4 separate regions of the Mus musculus genome follow, and regions 2, 3 and 4 are each linked to region 1. A link is a contact called in public HiCAR-type, HiChIP or PLAC-seq and promoter capture Hi-C data. All regions are on one chromosome and are shown on one strand. Each heading gives the region's core, a stretch centred on a gene start, on an enhancer-like site or on the middle of the called end of the contact. The rest is flanking DNA. Distances are from core to core; before and after follow the strand shown.

Evidence for each region. Promoter capture Hi-C pulls out the DNA fragments that hold promoters and counts their contacts. HiCAR-type assays count read pairs that join an accessible place to other places. HiChIP or PLAC-seq counts read pairs in DNA pulled down with a chosen protein or histone mark.
Region 2: an H3K27ac HiChIP or PLAC-seq map of embryonic stem cells shows a contact between it and region 1, with 2.9 times the contacts expected there. The contact joins the enhancer-like site here to the promoter of Ldhb in region 1. A contact is called at or near these places in 8 of 39 promoter capture datasets (the 3T3-L1 cell line, 3T3-L1-derived adipocytes, embryonic stem cells and 4 more), 2 of 115 datasets of contacts at active chromatin or transcription factors (both in embryonic stem cells) and 1 of 9 other capture datasets (liver).
Region 3: a contact with region 1 is called in a promoter capture Hi-C map of stem cell-derived epiblast-like cells, with 6 times the contacts expected there. The contact joins the enhancer-like site here to the promoter of Ldhb in region 1. A contact is called at or near these places in 9 of 39 promoter capture datasets (the 3T3-L1 cell line, the C10 cell line, cranial neural crest and 5 more), 3 of 15 datasets of contacts at CTCF or cohesin (large pre-B cells, pro-B cells and stem cell-derived epiblast-like cells), 32 of 484 Hi-C or Micro-C datasets (the AML12 cell line, the AtT-20 cell line, B cells and 20 more), 7 of 115 datasets of contacts at active chromatin or transcription factors (astrocytes, bone marrow-derived dendritic cells, differentiating embryonic stem cells and 1 more) and 3 of 9 other capture datasets (adipose tissue, embryonic stem cells and liver).
Region 4: a HiCAR-type map of astrocytes shows a contact between it and region 1, with 4 times the contacts expected there. The contact joins the enhancer-like site here to the promoter of Ldhb in region 1. A contact is called at or near these places in 2 of 39 promoter capture datasets (embryonic stem cells and hippocampal neurons), 1 of 484 Hi-C or Micro-C datasets (CD4 T cells), 2 of 115 datasets of contacts at active chromatin or transcription factors (astrocytes and embryonic stem cells) and 1 of 9 other capture datasets (liver).

What each region holds. Positions count from the first base shown.
Region 1 is chr6:142,506,504-142,509,534 of GRCm38.p6, forward strand. Ldhb (lactate dehydrogenase B) reads right to left here and starts at 1,454. Exons shown (of 8, transcript NM_008492.3): 1 at 1,350-1,454.
Region 2 is chr6:140,602,239-140,605,326 of GRCm38.p6, forward strand. No RefSeq gene overlaps it. Among named protein-coding and RNA genes, the nearest start is that of Aebp2, 20 kb to the right of the region's middle. Within about 2 kb of position 1,428, at least 21 of the 459 cell types and tissues checked have an H3K27ac peak or open chromatin away from gene starts, as enhancers often do. A contact at or near this core is called in embryonic stem cells, where this site is marked.
Region 3 is chr6:141,494,515-141,497,849 of GRCm38.p6, forward strand. The region is part of intron 15 of Pde3a (phosphodiesterase 3A, cGMP inhibited); the gene reads left to right. Among named protein-coding and RNA genes, the nearest start is that of Slco1c1, 28 kb to the right of the region's middle. Within about 2 kb of position 1,262, at least 41 of the 459 cell types and tissues checked have an H3K27ac peak or open chromatin away from gene starts, as enhancers often do. A contact at or near this core is called in astrocytes, differentiating embryonic stem cells, embryonic stem cells and 3 more, where this site is marked.
Region 4 is chr6:140,665,757-140,668,752 of GRCm38.p6, forward strand. It overlaps a transcript of Aebp2 not described here. Among named protein-coding and RNA genes, the nearest start is that of Gm30215, 13 kb to the right of the region's middle. Within about 2 kb of position 1,700, at least 68 of the 459 cell types and tissues checked have an H3K27ac peak or open chromatin away from gene starts, as enhancers often do. A contact at or near this core is called in astrocytes, where this site is marked.

The sequences.
Region 1 (3,031 bases), core at 204-2,703:
AAAAGCAGAGCCTCCCCAAAGCCTGCCCACACCAAGTTTATTTTTGTTAGTTGGCTTAAAATCTGATAGGCTCCAGAGAACATTAGGAAGGCCTGGAGTCCCAACGTTTGGGAGGTGGAGGTAGGAGAGTCAGGAGAGGCCAAGGTCACCCTCCATCATCCTGGGATGCTATCTGAAACGCTGGAACGTTGAAGCTGTCCTGAAAACATTTTAAATCGCTTTGGGGAATTTCAAAAGCGGCAGTGTTGAAGATCCAGCAAGCACAGGCAGATATCTAGACTGAAGTTCAGCGTGTATTCTCCTCCCACCCCCACCTCCCACAGTGATAGAGAATGAGAAGAAAATAGTTTGCGTTGTAGCAAGCCTGTGTCAAATCAGGGAGTTGACTGTAGAGAGAAAGGAACAGGAAAAAACACCCTCGCCTCAGGGTGCCCCCACATTCCCATCTCCTGTGGATAAGAACCAGTGGTCTAGGTCAGAGGCTAAGGACGACTCCGCAGAGAATCACCTATGTTAACTCTTAATGCCCGGGTATGGCCTCCAATTTCTCCATTAAAACCAGTCATATCCTTCACCCTACCCCCGACCCCAGGTGCTGTCGGAGCTTGTTCAGTTCCGTGACACCCAAGCCACCTTTCCTCCTGTGCAAAGCAGGTCACGAGGGAGACACCAGCGCACACCTCGATTACGGTCTCCAGGGGGAAAGCCTAGGCTTCCACACTTAGCACAAGAAGTAAACAAAATCCTAGCGCATCTAAAGAGGCCCAGCAAGTACCCGGCTGCAGGGCGGGCAGCGTGAGAGGGGACGAAGCCTGGTGTTCCGGACCGAACTTTCCTTTATCCTCATTGCTAAAATAGCTGGGACCGTTCTCCATCACCAGGTGCAAGACCTTCCAACCTTCACAGGGACCCACCTAGACCTTGCTCGGTTCCCCGGCCACTGGGCGCGCTGCCCTGGCTTGCGCCCCAGGCTGCATCGCAGCTGATGGGTGATGTGCTAACTGCCAAGGACTTGAAGAGACTAGGTTTGACTTACCTTACGTTACAAGTCTTTCTATTGATAGCACACAGGCCCGAGACCACCCTGTGCTCAGGCTGTACCAAGGTGCAGACCGAGTCGGGAGCTCAGCTGCGCACCTCTGCTCGCTCGGCTTGCCACCCAAAACCACAAAGAAGAAATAGGTAGGGGCATGAATGCTCAGGGACAAAGGCCCCAAAGAGTGGATGTGTCGTACGTAGCTCCTTCCTCCTGTTCTGCCAAACAATAACACCTCTGCACTCCCTACTCCCACAACACACACCCTGATGTTCAGTTAAGTCAGGTTTTGGGATCCTGGATTCAGACCTACCAGAAAAGAGGAGGCTCTGCGGCGCGCTGAGGCAGGGGAGCCACTGCAAAGTCAGCAGGCTGCTGCTCTGCGGATCGCAGACTCCGGCTCTACAAGAAGGAGGAGGAGGAGGCGGGGCCGCGGCGCTCCAGCCTCCTAGCTTTCTCCATTGTGATTGGAAACCCGAGACGGGTCTATCCCTCCCCTCGGCTCGTTCAATCTCCTTCAAGGACAAGGCTGGAGTGTGCACGCGCTCTCCCCCGCTCTCTAAAGTTAGAGGTCACCTTCCGCTGAGGCACTTATTCCGTAAACCTGCCTCTCTGGCCTTCTGTACGGTCTCCATCTTGTGCTAATAGAAACCTATGTCTAGGTTGCATTCCGGCTCCACTTTAGAGCAGTCGCCTTGCTTAAGATGCTACTGATACATCACTCCAAAAGGCCTCGGAGCTTCTGAACTCTTTTCAGAAGTGGGGGTTTATACACGCCTGTTATCCCAGCACTGGTAAGGCTGAGTCCTGAGGGAAGTCAGGAGTTTGAGACCAGCCTAGGCCTCTCCATTAAGACTGTTTCAAACAAACAAAAACAAACTAACCCAGAAGAGAACAGATTTTTGGTCATTTAAAGTTCCTTCAATAAGACAGTAACCGCCCCTCCCCCTCTCCCCACACCTAATTCAACTAATAGCTGCCCAACAAGATCGAAGGTGCCTGATTTCTGCCTTTCACAGTTCCTCCAGGAAACTGCAAGGTCCCAAGAAAAAGCCTGGCCCCAGGGAGAAAAAATAAGAACCCTAAGAAAGATGTAACTTCCCTAGGAGTCGCTGAGCTGGTACAGTGTGTGTGTGTGTGTGTGTGTGTGAGAGAGAGAGAGAGAGAGAGAGAGAGAGAGAGAGAGAGAGCGCTTCGCATAGAACCCAGGAGCTCACAGTTTAGCAGGGAGTAGCATCCCCAGCCCTGTAATTGTCTTCCCACATTCTTAGCTCTTTGTCTCATCCAGCCCAGTGCCCGGTTCCTTATTCCAGCATGGATTAAGCAATCAGAAGTGTTGTGAAAATTTAGGGCAGTTGTGTTTTCTTAAGATAAAATTGTTTCCCCATCTAGCAAGCTCACTGGAGTTGCTGTGTGAGAATTTGCCTTTTGTTTTCTTTAAGTGTGTACCTCTTGTCAACGACTACTAACTCTATAAATAGAACTTCCCTCTGCCAAGCATTGAAGGTGTAAGTGTGAATATAACTGTGCTCTTTGGGTGCTGCCCTCTGCCCCAATTTTACTGAAAATTTGGGGGAGTCTGGGTAGAGCTATCACATTACTGGGGAGTAGAAGGAATTGTAGGAATTGAAGAAAAGGAGACTCTTTGATAGAGATGTGACAGGCAGCTATGGATGGGACTTTGGGGTAGAGTACAGCCTTAGTGTTTGGGGTTTGAATCCCAGCAGTGAAAAAGAGTATCAGTACCAGGAGCTGAAGGGGAAGGGGTGGCTAGGGGGAATTTTAGGGAAAGAATAGAGCTTTCCATCTGCAAGGTAAATGCTTAGGAAACATGCAGGCAACAAGGGCTAAAGTTAAAGTATATTGTTCTCGGGGAGTGAGGCGGGTTATAAAACCGAACCCAAATGTAAACTGAAATAGCAAAAGAGAGGCTGGGGTTTCCTCCTTTAAAACTATGTACGGAGAATGTTCCTATGTAGGAGTAGTGCTGCAGGG
Region 2 (3,088 bases), core at 178-2,677, 1.9 Mb before region 1:
GTTTGGAGAGGTAGAAACACAGCAAGCCGAAAGCATAGGGAAGAAGAATTCTACAGTAGGCCGAAAGCATAAGGCTCTATGCTCTCAGGAATAGGTACAAGCTTAGAAAGCCCAGCAGGAATGGTGGTGCAAATTCCAGCTCTGAGGAGGGAAGCAAGTCAGAGCCACGAAGAAATTGTAAATGAATTGTGTTATGTGGAGGAGGAGCTCAGACCATGCCATCATCCCATCTGCTGGCGTTACCTAAATCTTTGTTTGCTTGTTTTGTTTTTTGAGACAGGGTTTCTCTGTGTAGCCCTGGCTATCCCTGGAACTCACTCTGTACACCAGGCTGTCCTTGAACTCAGAAGTCCGCCTGCCTCTAACTCCCATGCTCCACCACTGCCCGTACCTAAATCTTTTTAGATAGTAGAAATTGAACCAGAAGATGGTAGTTTATGTCTTTAATCCCAGCACTGGGGAGGCAGAGGCAGGAGGATCTCATGTGAGTTCGAGGCCAGCCTCATCTACAGAGATAGTTTCAGAACAGCCAGGGTCACACACACACACACACACACACACACACACACACACACACACACACAAAAACTGTCTCCTGTCTCAAGCTTAAGAAAGAGGAAAGAGGAGGAAGGAGGACGAAGGGAGAGGCAGAGGAGGAAGAAGGAGAAGGAAGAGCAAAATAAAAACAGGTTAATATCCAGCCACTTAGATTGTCTTCTAAGTCTCAAAATAAACGAATGTGTCTGGAAGTTGAGGGGCACCCCAACCTCTACAGTTCCAGGGTTAGGAAACCACAGGGCCAGCGGAAGTTTCTCAGAGTTCTCCACTGATTGAGTGGTAGGTCAGTGGAGAAGGAAAGGCATTTCAGAATGTCTTTCCCATTTTCACACGCACACACACACACACACACACACACACACACACACACACACACACACAGGTTATGAATATGTAGAACGCCCGGGTTCTGTCTTACAGAGATTCCGATGTCTTTTAGGTAAACTATTGAAAAAACTGTTTCCTGTTTCTCTTCCCTCCTTCCATCCCCTGCGTTCTAGGAATTGAACTCCCATCATCAGACTTGATGGCTGATGCCTTTACAGACTGAGCTATCTTGATGGCATTTGGGGGGTGGGGAAGAGTGGCACGTGAATGGAGAGGTCAAAGGGCAACCTGTCGGTTCCCAGGCTTCACCCACTGGGCCATTTAAGGGGCTCTTGTGTTTCTTTTTTAATGTTAATCTTTCATTCCCATTTTAGCCTGAGCAGACCCCCAGGAGCGGCTTAATAAAAGGGAGATTAGCTCCTGCGGGAAGAATGCTGGCATTGACAAAACCTTGGCTTTCTGTTGCTTGTTACTATGTCTCAGGTAGAGGAGAGGATAATGGGCTGGCTGCGTTTCTAAAGAGAGCCTGGCCAAAGCCACTTTCTCTAACAAACTCTGTAGCCCTCAGGGGCTCCACCCTGCCTGACATACTCCATGCACGAACCTGGCTCTCTCTGTTGCCTGCTGGATCTTGCCTGCAAGGATGACAAATTATCCATTTGTGAAGCTCAGCCTTGCAGACAGGCTGAACGGGAGAGCTTTCAGCTGGAGGGACTGCTCTGGGATGGTGCATGGTAGCCCACACCCACAGTCCCATGCTTCAGAAGGAGGAAAAGGAAAGCTAAGAGTTGGCCTAGCCCAGAGGAGAGACTATGTGGACCCACAAGCACACATACATACATACACACACACACACACACACACACACACACACACACACACTTGGGGGTGGGGAATAGCTTTCCAGAATCGGCTGGCAGGACTTTTGGGTTACACCTTGGCTCTAAAACTCCAAATACCCCTCACTTCCCAGCAGCCATCTAACACAGACAAAGACTTATTAACTGGACATGGGCTCCGTTGTAATCATAAAAAGAGAAAGAAATATAAGAATATGTTCTATGGGAGTCGGGGGGTATGGGGGAAAGGAGTGCCTCACTGGCCCATGACAAGGCATCCTTTCCCCTGAGGGACCAGCCACAAGATGATACAGTATAGAATAGTTTATTCAGGGCATGGGGAGGGGACATAAGAGGGTAGTAGAGGCAGAGAAAGGCAGAGAGAAGGAGAGAGTAGAGAAGTAGAGGCCGGCCATGACCAGGTGGAGAGAGGGGGAAGGGAATGATGAGAGGGGGAGCAAGGGGGGCAAGAGGCAAGAAAGCAAGAGTAAGAGAGAGAGAAGAGGCAAGCAACCCCTTTTATAGTAGACCAGGCCTACCTGGATGTTGCCAGGTAACTGAGGGAGTGGAGTCCAGACAGAATACCAAGGGACTCAGAGCCATGGAGAAAACAGATAACTTGCTTGTCCCAATGTGTATTTCATTTAAAACATGTATGTAAGCGTGTCTGTGCCACATGTGTGCAGGCACCTACAAGATCCAGAAGAGGACATCAGATCCACTAGAGACTGGTGTTCCAGGTATCATTCTGTGCTTGACATGGGTGCTAGGATCCAAAATCCAGCCCTCCAAGAGAGCACTGAGGGCTTTTAAAACCTCAGGGCCACCTCATCAGCTCCTCACTTACACGTTTAGATATAAAAAAAGATGGCTCACTCGTCTAATCCTAGAGCCCAGGAAACTAAATCAGAAGCTTCGTCCCAAGTTTCAGGCCAATCTGGGCTACAGTGTGAGCTCCTGTCTCAAGCAGATACAATTTACAAGCAAAAGCAGGCAATGGCAGGTCCCTCCGTCCCCAGCATTCAGGAGGGACACAGAGGGCTTTATTAGCCCGCAACCCAGAGCAGGCTCTTCCCTTGGCACTGAAGCACAGGAGTAGAACATTTAAAAGGCGGAAGCCACAATGGGATTGTTGTTAGCTGGGTGTTAGGGGAACCTAGTGACATTTGGCTATGCATTCAGTAGATCTTTCAGTTATGCATTCAAGCCATGGTCGGGCACAGCAAGTCCAGCATGTATCGCCAAGGCAGACCTGACTGTTCAGGGACTAGGGGCTAAAAAAACACCTGAATAGGGCTGGAGAGATGGCCCAGCGGTTAAGAGCACTGACTGCTCTTCCGAAGGTCCTGAAGGTCCTGAGTTCA
Region 3 (3,335 bases), core at 12-2,511, 1.0 Mb before region 1:
GAGGTTTGTCAACTGAGCCTCTGATGAGAGTCTTCATGGATTGCCATTTAAACTCAAAGACATTAGTAGTGTACATACCCAGGCATGGGGAATTGAAGGATTTATTCCAAGACCATTATTTAGCAGGCTTAGCTTGCTCATCTAAGCTTGAGTGGAGAATGCTTTGTCCAAATACTGGACTAGCATGTTAACCTCCACACTGATAGGTTGTTCCCTTGCTCTTTCTGTTTTAGTCAAGTCTAGTAGAGCATCCATTGAGAGTTCTATGGATTCAGTTACACATGGCTTTCAGTAATTAACTAGCCCCCATACCCTGAAATTTAAAACATCTCTGCCACAACAATCAGATACTGTAGCTTTAAAAGTATGATCTGTTGGTGTACATGTTTGAGTGTATATGCATGTATGCATATGTATAGGAACATGTGTGTGCATGAAGGTACAGGTGCATGTGGAGGCCAGGGGTTAATGTCCACTTATAGTTTTTGAGGTAGGGTTTTCCTTGCGAACTTGAAGTTCATTTATTTGGCTAGGCTTGGTAGCCAGTGAGCTCCAGAGACCCACCCGCTTCCACCTCCCCAGATCTGTGATTGCAGAGGCATGTCACAAGATGTGTGCTCATCCTTTCACATGGATGCTGGAGATCAAGCCGAGGTCCTTGTACTGGCGCAGAAAGCACTTTACCCACTGGTCCATTTCTTGAGCTCCCAAAATTCTGACTCTGAAGCACCTTTGTGGCCTCCAAAATGATAAAAGTGGAGTGATATTAGCAGACTTAAACACTAGCCACAGAACAGAGTCATAACATTTAGTGAGGCACTTCCTCATTTTAATAAAGGAGAAAATAAGATTGACAGCCAACCATAAGCAACATGACATGGTGGTAGAATCAGCGAAGGCACCCAGGTTTCTTCATTTTTTACTCCCTTGCTTTTGAAGTCTTTGTAATTTTCATTACAGAATTCATAATGGCCGGGATGTTTACTTTGATTTAGCCTGTTCTTAGATTTCAGGGGCGGGGGTGGGGGGGTGGGGGGTGGGGGTGGGGAATATTAAATAGACACTGGTGAGTGAGTTGTGCAGTTTGCAAAACTTGGAGGTCTCCCTGGAAACAGAATAAAATGCTGCAGTGTGATGTCCAGAGGGAGGGGGCTTTTATCCCACCTCATAATTAAATCTGAAAGGTTCCTGGGGCGAGCTAAGAGGTTTCTAATGAAGTACTAAGCTGTGCTTGGAGTCTGCACCACGAAAGGCGCTTTGTTCTCCTTTCAAAAGGTTCCAGTGCTGAATAATTTGGCTCCCAGCGCTGGCTAGTTTCAGACCACCTGCAGATTCTAATCTACGCAAATTTATTTGGTACAAACTTTCTTCTACGTCACTTGGTTCAGCATAATTCCAGAGAGGTTTATTGCTAATGTTTAACAGCCATCAGAGAACAGCTGCTCTCCTGGGGCCTGCCCCTCGAAAGGGAAAAAGGGGGGAAATGGGGCTTTTGTTATCTTCTTCCCTGAAAATGTGCTCACACCGTGAGCAGTAGAGGGTTTCCTACTACTGTGATTCAAACCAACTTCTGAGTAAAAAGTCTATTCTGGGGCTAAAAAAATGGCATTTAAGGTTCTTTCGAAGTTCAGTTCCCAGCACCCACAATGCAAGCACTGTTTGTAACCCCAGTTTCAGGAAATGCAGTGCCCTCTTCTTGCTTCTGCAGGCTCTGCCCATACACGCACTCAAGTGGGCTTCCATACACACGCACATATACAAACAAGTCATTTACATTCATGACAGTTACAACAAAACTGGCGTAGAGAGCTTGGCCAGGAAAATAATTTTCCTTTACTTTTAAAAGTAAAGTATGCTCGTGTACTTTCTTTACTGAGGTAGGATATTGTGTTACTTTTCTCCCTGCCCCCATTCCTTCAAAAAGTGCTTAACAAAAATCAACTCAAGGACACCAACCTGCCAGCTTCCTCCTTTTTATTCAGTCTGGGACCCCCACCCACAGGATGGCACCATCCACAGTTAGGAGGGATTTTTCCTACCTGGAAGCTCCCTCACTGACACGCCCAGAGCTTTGCCCTTTCTGCTGATCCTAGGTCATGTCAAGTTAGCAATATTAGCCATGACGTATTTAAGTGATTGTTGTTGTTGTTTTGAGGAAGTAGCTTGTTGTCAGAGTTATTGCCTGTGCTCTGGCAGCAAGCCAGGCTAGGCCACCTTTATCAAATAAACCAATTAAAAGAACCAAATTAGGACTAGGATAGCCTAGCACATAAAAGTTCCCTACATAAGACTGATCCCAGAATCCAATATGTGAAAAGATGGTGGTGGTGAGGCTTAGCATTTATAATCTCAGCACAGAAACTAAGAAATGGGTGGTTGAGAACAGAAAATCGCCTAGAAGCTCCTGGCCTGCTAGGGCCGCACTCCTCCCTCCCTCCTTCCCTCCCTCCTTCCCTCCCTCCTTCCCTCCCTTCCTGGTAATGGAGAATGGGCCGCAACTTCTTCCTTCCTTGCATCTTTTCATGCTCTTTTCTTTCCTTAAGGCCATTTAACATTAGATTTCTAACAGCATTTTAGGAGTAAAGAATTATAGATCTAATGTGAACATTGGATATATGGTCACATCACCATTTTTCTCTCTATGATCACCTTGCAAAGGGATGGTCCCCAGGCTAGAACATTTATCTATATTATCTATATTGCAAAGGATCAGAGAACTGATTTCCAATCAGAGGCTTTCTAAAGTGAAAGTTCTGAGAGGAGGGAGACCAGGATCTGGAGGTAGGAGTTAGGGTGCGTCCCTGCGCTTACAATTCAGTCAAGCTAAGAGCAATAGTATCTTGGTTACATTTTTATTGCTGTTATAAAATACTCTGACCAAAATGACTCAGGGAGAAACGCTATTTTATCTCACAATTCCAGGTTACATCTCATCATTGTGAGAAAGTCACAGTGTCAAGATCTATAGAGAGCTGGTCACATTGCATCCAGAGCCAGGAACTAGAGAACAATGAGTCACTGCTTGCATGCTACTGCTCCACTCACTGTCTCCTCTCATATGCATTCTAAGACCCCTACCTAGGGAATAGTGCCACCCATAGTGGGTGAGGCGTCCCACCCCACCCACCGCTGCAGAAATGCCCAAAGGCCAATCTTGCAGGTGATTCAAGGTTCTTTGAAGTTGAAAATTCCCACTAACCATACTGCTGACTGTCACACATGCTACTTCTTCCCAAAAACAGCATCCTTCCTCAGTTTCTGTCTCCTGCATGTACGAAGTGTGAGCACCTTGAAAGAAAACTCTGAGGCTAATTGATCTTTGTTTAAAGTACATA
Region 4 (2,996 bases), core at 450-2,949, 1.8 Mb before region 1:
TCTTCTCTAACACACACACACACACACACACACACACACGTTGGAGTTGGGGCTGCAGGAATCAGAATTTCAATCTTGAGAACCTTAAGTTAAACCAGGGGCCTCCCACCTGCTGCCCAGGGGAAAGCAGGCATGGGGGTGTGGGAAAGAGAGGTTGCACATGGATGTTAGTGCTCAGTCCTCCTCTCGGGGAGCAAGGGACGAACTTTGAGGGAATCTGGTGAGTTTCCCTGGGGGCCGACAAGGACCCTGGAAGGGAAGGTGAAGCTGAAGTTTCTAGATCACTCTTCACCCTTCAAGGCCCCAGTGATGCGTCATGCAGTCCGACCAGCCACACTCGTAGATGCCAACCCCTTGCATAGCTGCCAGCTTGTGTTTCAAGACCCATCAGCTCCTCTGTGGGAGACGCTGAGGATTCAGATACCATTCACCCTGAGGCAAGCAGTGTTTCCCACCCTTGCAAAGATCCATTCCTTCTTGTTAATTGATTGGCATAGCACATTTCCACACAGGTGAATCCATCTGTGGTCGCTCCTCATGCAGCCTAAGAGCCCTCAGGTTTTCCGCGAACAGTGTGGGCATGAATGTTAAAGGCAAAGAAAGAGCTCTGGGCCATACCCACACTCACAGCCTGATGCTGGGAGGCCAGAGCTGGAGCCAGCCTCTCCGGTGAGCCTGTTTTCCGAGTCTGGCGAACTGAACACATGAGAATTCGTAAATGTGAATCAAGGGTGCCGAAGAGGATGGGAAAGCAAGATAGGATGGGAACGGAGTAGCAAGAGCATGTTAGGGGACTTGCATGGACGTCTGGGGTATTCCAAGAATGCTGTGGGCTAACGGGATTGTGGGAACTCCACTGGGAAGCTGCTGACTATTTCTGTGGGAAAGTGTGTTCCTGACTTTCAACTCTGGATGTCTGGGACGTGTCTCCACTGTCACCATTCCCGAGGGATTCACAGGAATTCTGCTCTTTGATGTCAAAGATGGGGGCTGCAGTCAGGCTCCGTACAGTAAGAACACATGGTGGATGTGAGCGTTGGTTGAGTTTTATCCCCGCGGAGAAGGGAAGTTTTCTAGCAATAAGAGTGGCATCTCTAGTGCCAGAATCCTAGTTATATGTATCCTATGGAAAGACAAGAAGCTTGGAAGCTGTTGGAATGGAGCCCAGAGCTCAGGACCGGGGGAAACAGCCAGAGTTCTGTTGCCTGTATGCGAGGCTTGGTTTCTTCCCGTACTGGCTAGGAATCTGTACGGCTGACAGTATCCCGACAGTATCTCCACTCCTGGACTATCTTCAAAGCCTATCCGGCAACAAGTGTGACATTGATGCAGTGTCTCATTTCCCTTTTCACTCTGGAGACAAGGGAAATTGGCTCTGTGCCTGGGCAGACCCTGAGAAGCTTTGCAAGCGGGCAAATCTCAGTGTGACCAGCACCTGGCAGGCTCTGCCTTTGCTTCCAGAGAGTGTTATTTCTCGGTGGTTTAATTGGTTAGAACCAGAAACCAAATATCTTACCTATCATTCATAGATTTAGTTTACAAAAACAAAAACAAACAAACAAAAAAACCCAATAAGACAAAAAACCAAACCAAACCAAACAAAACCTCCTGAAAAATAGCAACAGTGACTAAGCTTTTCCCAATACCACTGCCTGTATACAGTGACTTACATGCACTGAGAGCTGCATGTGATGTGTTTCATAAGTGTGTCTGGTGATATCACAGTGATGAAGTTGCCTGATGATGCGTTTCTCAGCACGCACCACCATGATCGAGTGACTCAATGCTGTATGAATTCACATGCACACAGAAATGGAAGGGTTAGGCGTTACAGAAAGAAGCTGAGTGGCTAGCCCCTCCCCTATTCTGTCTTTAGAAATGTAATTTGCTAGGGGCTGGGCTCAAAGGTAGAGCACTGGCTAGAACAGTACTGAGGCTGACTCTATCTTTGAATGGCGCTGTATACACGCCCGCATGCTTAGACAGCCTTCCTAGCTGAGGTGCTCTGTTCTCAGCACCTGTCTCATGGCCTGCACTGTGCATTTTACATTCAGGGGTGTGAGCACATGGGAGCCATCTGTGGGAACCATGTCAGAGGACTTCTACAGAAACTGAAGGTAGACCAGAGGCCTTTCCAATCGTGAGCTATACCATGGACTCGGGCACTTACCAGTAACAGAAAAGGACATTTGGGGGCTGGAGAGATGGCTCAGCAGTTGGAAGCACTGACTGCTCTTCCAGAGGACTCAGGTTCAATTCCTAACACCCACATGGCAGCTCACAGCTGTCTGTAACTCCTTCACACAGATTTACATGCTGGGAAAGCATGAATGCACATACAACAAGTTATGTTTTTTTAAAGGAAGTTATGACATTAAATGGAGGGGTAAATTCGTTCCATCTTGGGAAGTATGGACCATGATTTTGTTTCAAAGGACATGTTGGCCTCTAGTCAGGGTTGAGACTGCTGCTCAGCACCAGGTGGGTTTTTTCGGGTTTGTTTTGTTTTTTAATGGACTAGAATAGGTAAGATCTCACTGTTCTGGCTCTTCTGACTGGAGGAGGAGAATATGGACTGTAACTGTGTAGCTGCTTCAGGCCTTTAGTTGAAGACCAGCTTTGGGTTATATGAGCCACTGTCCCAAGGGGAGGGAATGAAAAAGATTTACAGAACTAAGGCTGTTGGCCATGATTGTTTAGGACTGAATTTTGGTGAGGAATGATCAAGATGACTTTGTACCCCCTCCTCCATCCCTCCTTTCCACCCCCTCCCTCTCTCTTCAAACACATAGACCACACTAGCTTTAACCTCACGGAGACCCACCCACCTGCCTTTGTCTCCCCAGAGCTGGGATTAAAGGTTAACTGGCCTAATTTTACCCCTTTGCTCTAAGAATTAATAATGGGCTGAGGTGGTAAACCCACCATTTGGGAGGCAGAGGCAGAAGCAGGTGGGTCTCTGAATTCAAGGCCAGCTTAGGCTATTAAGATTCTCA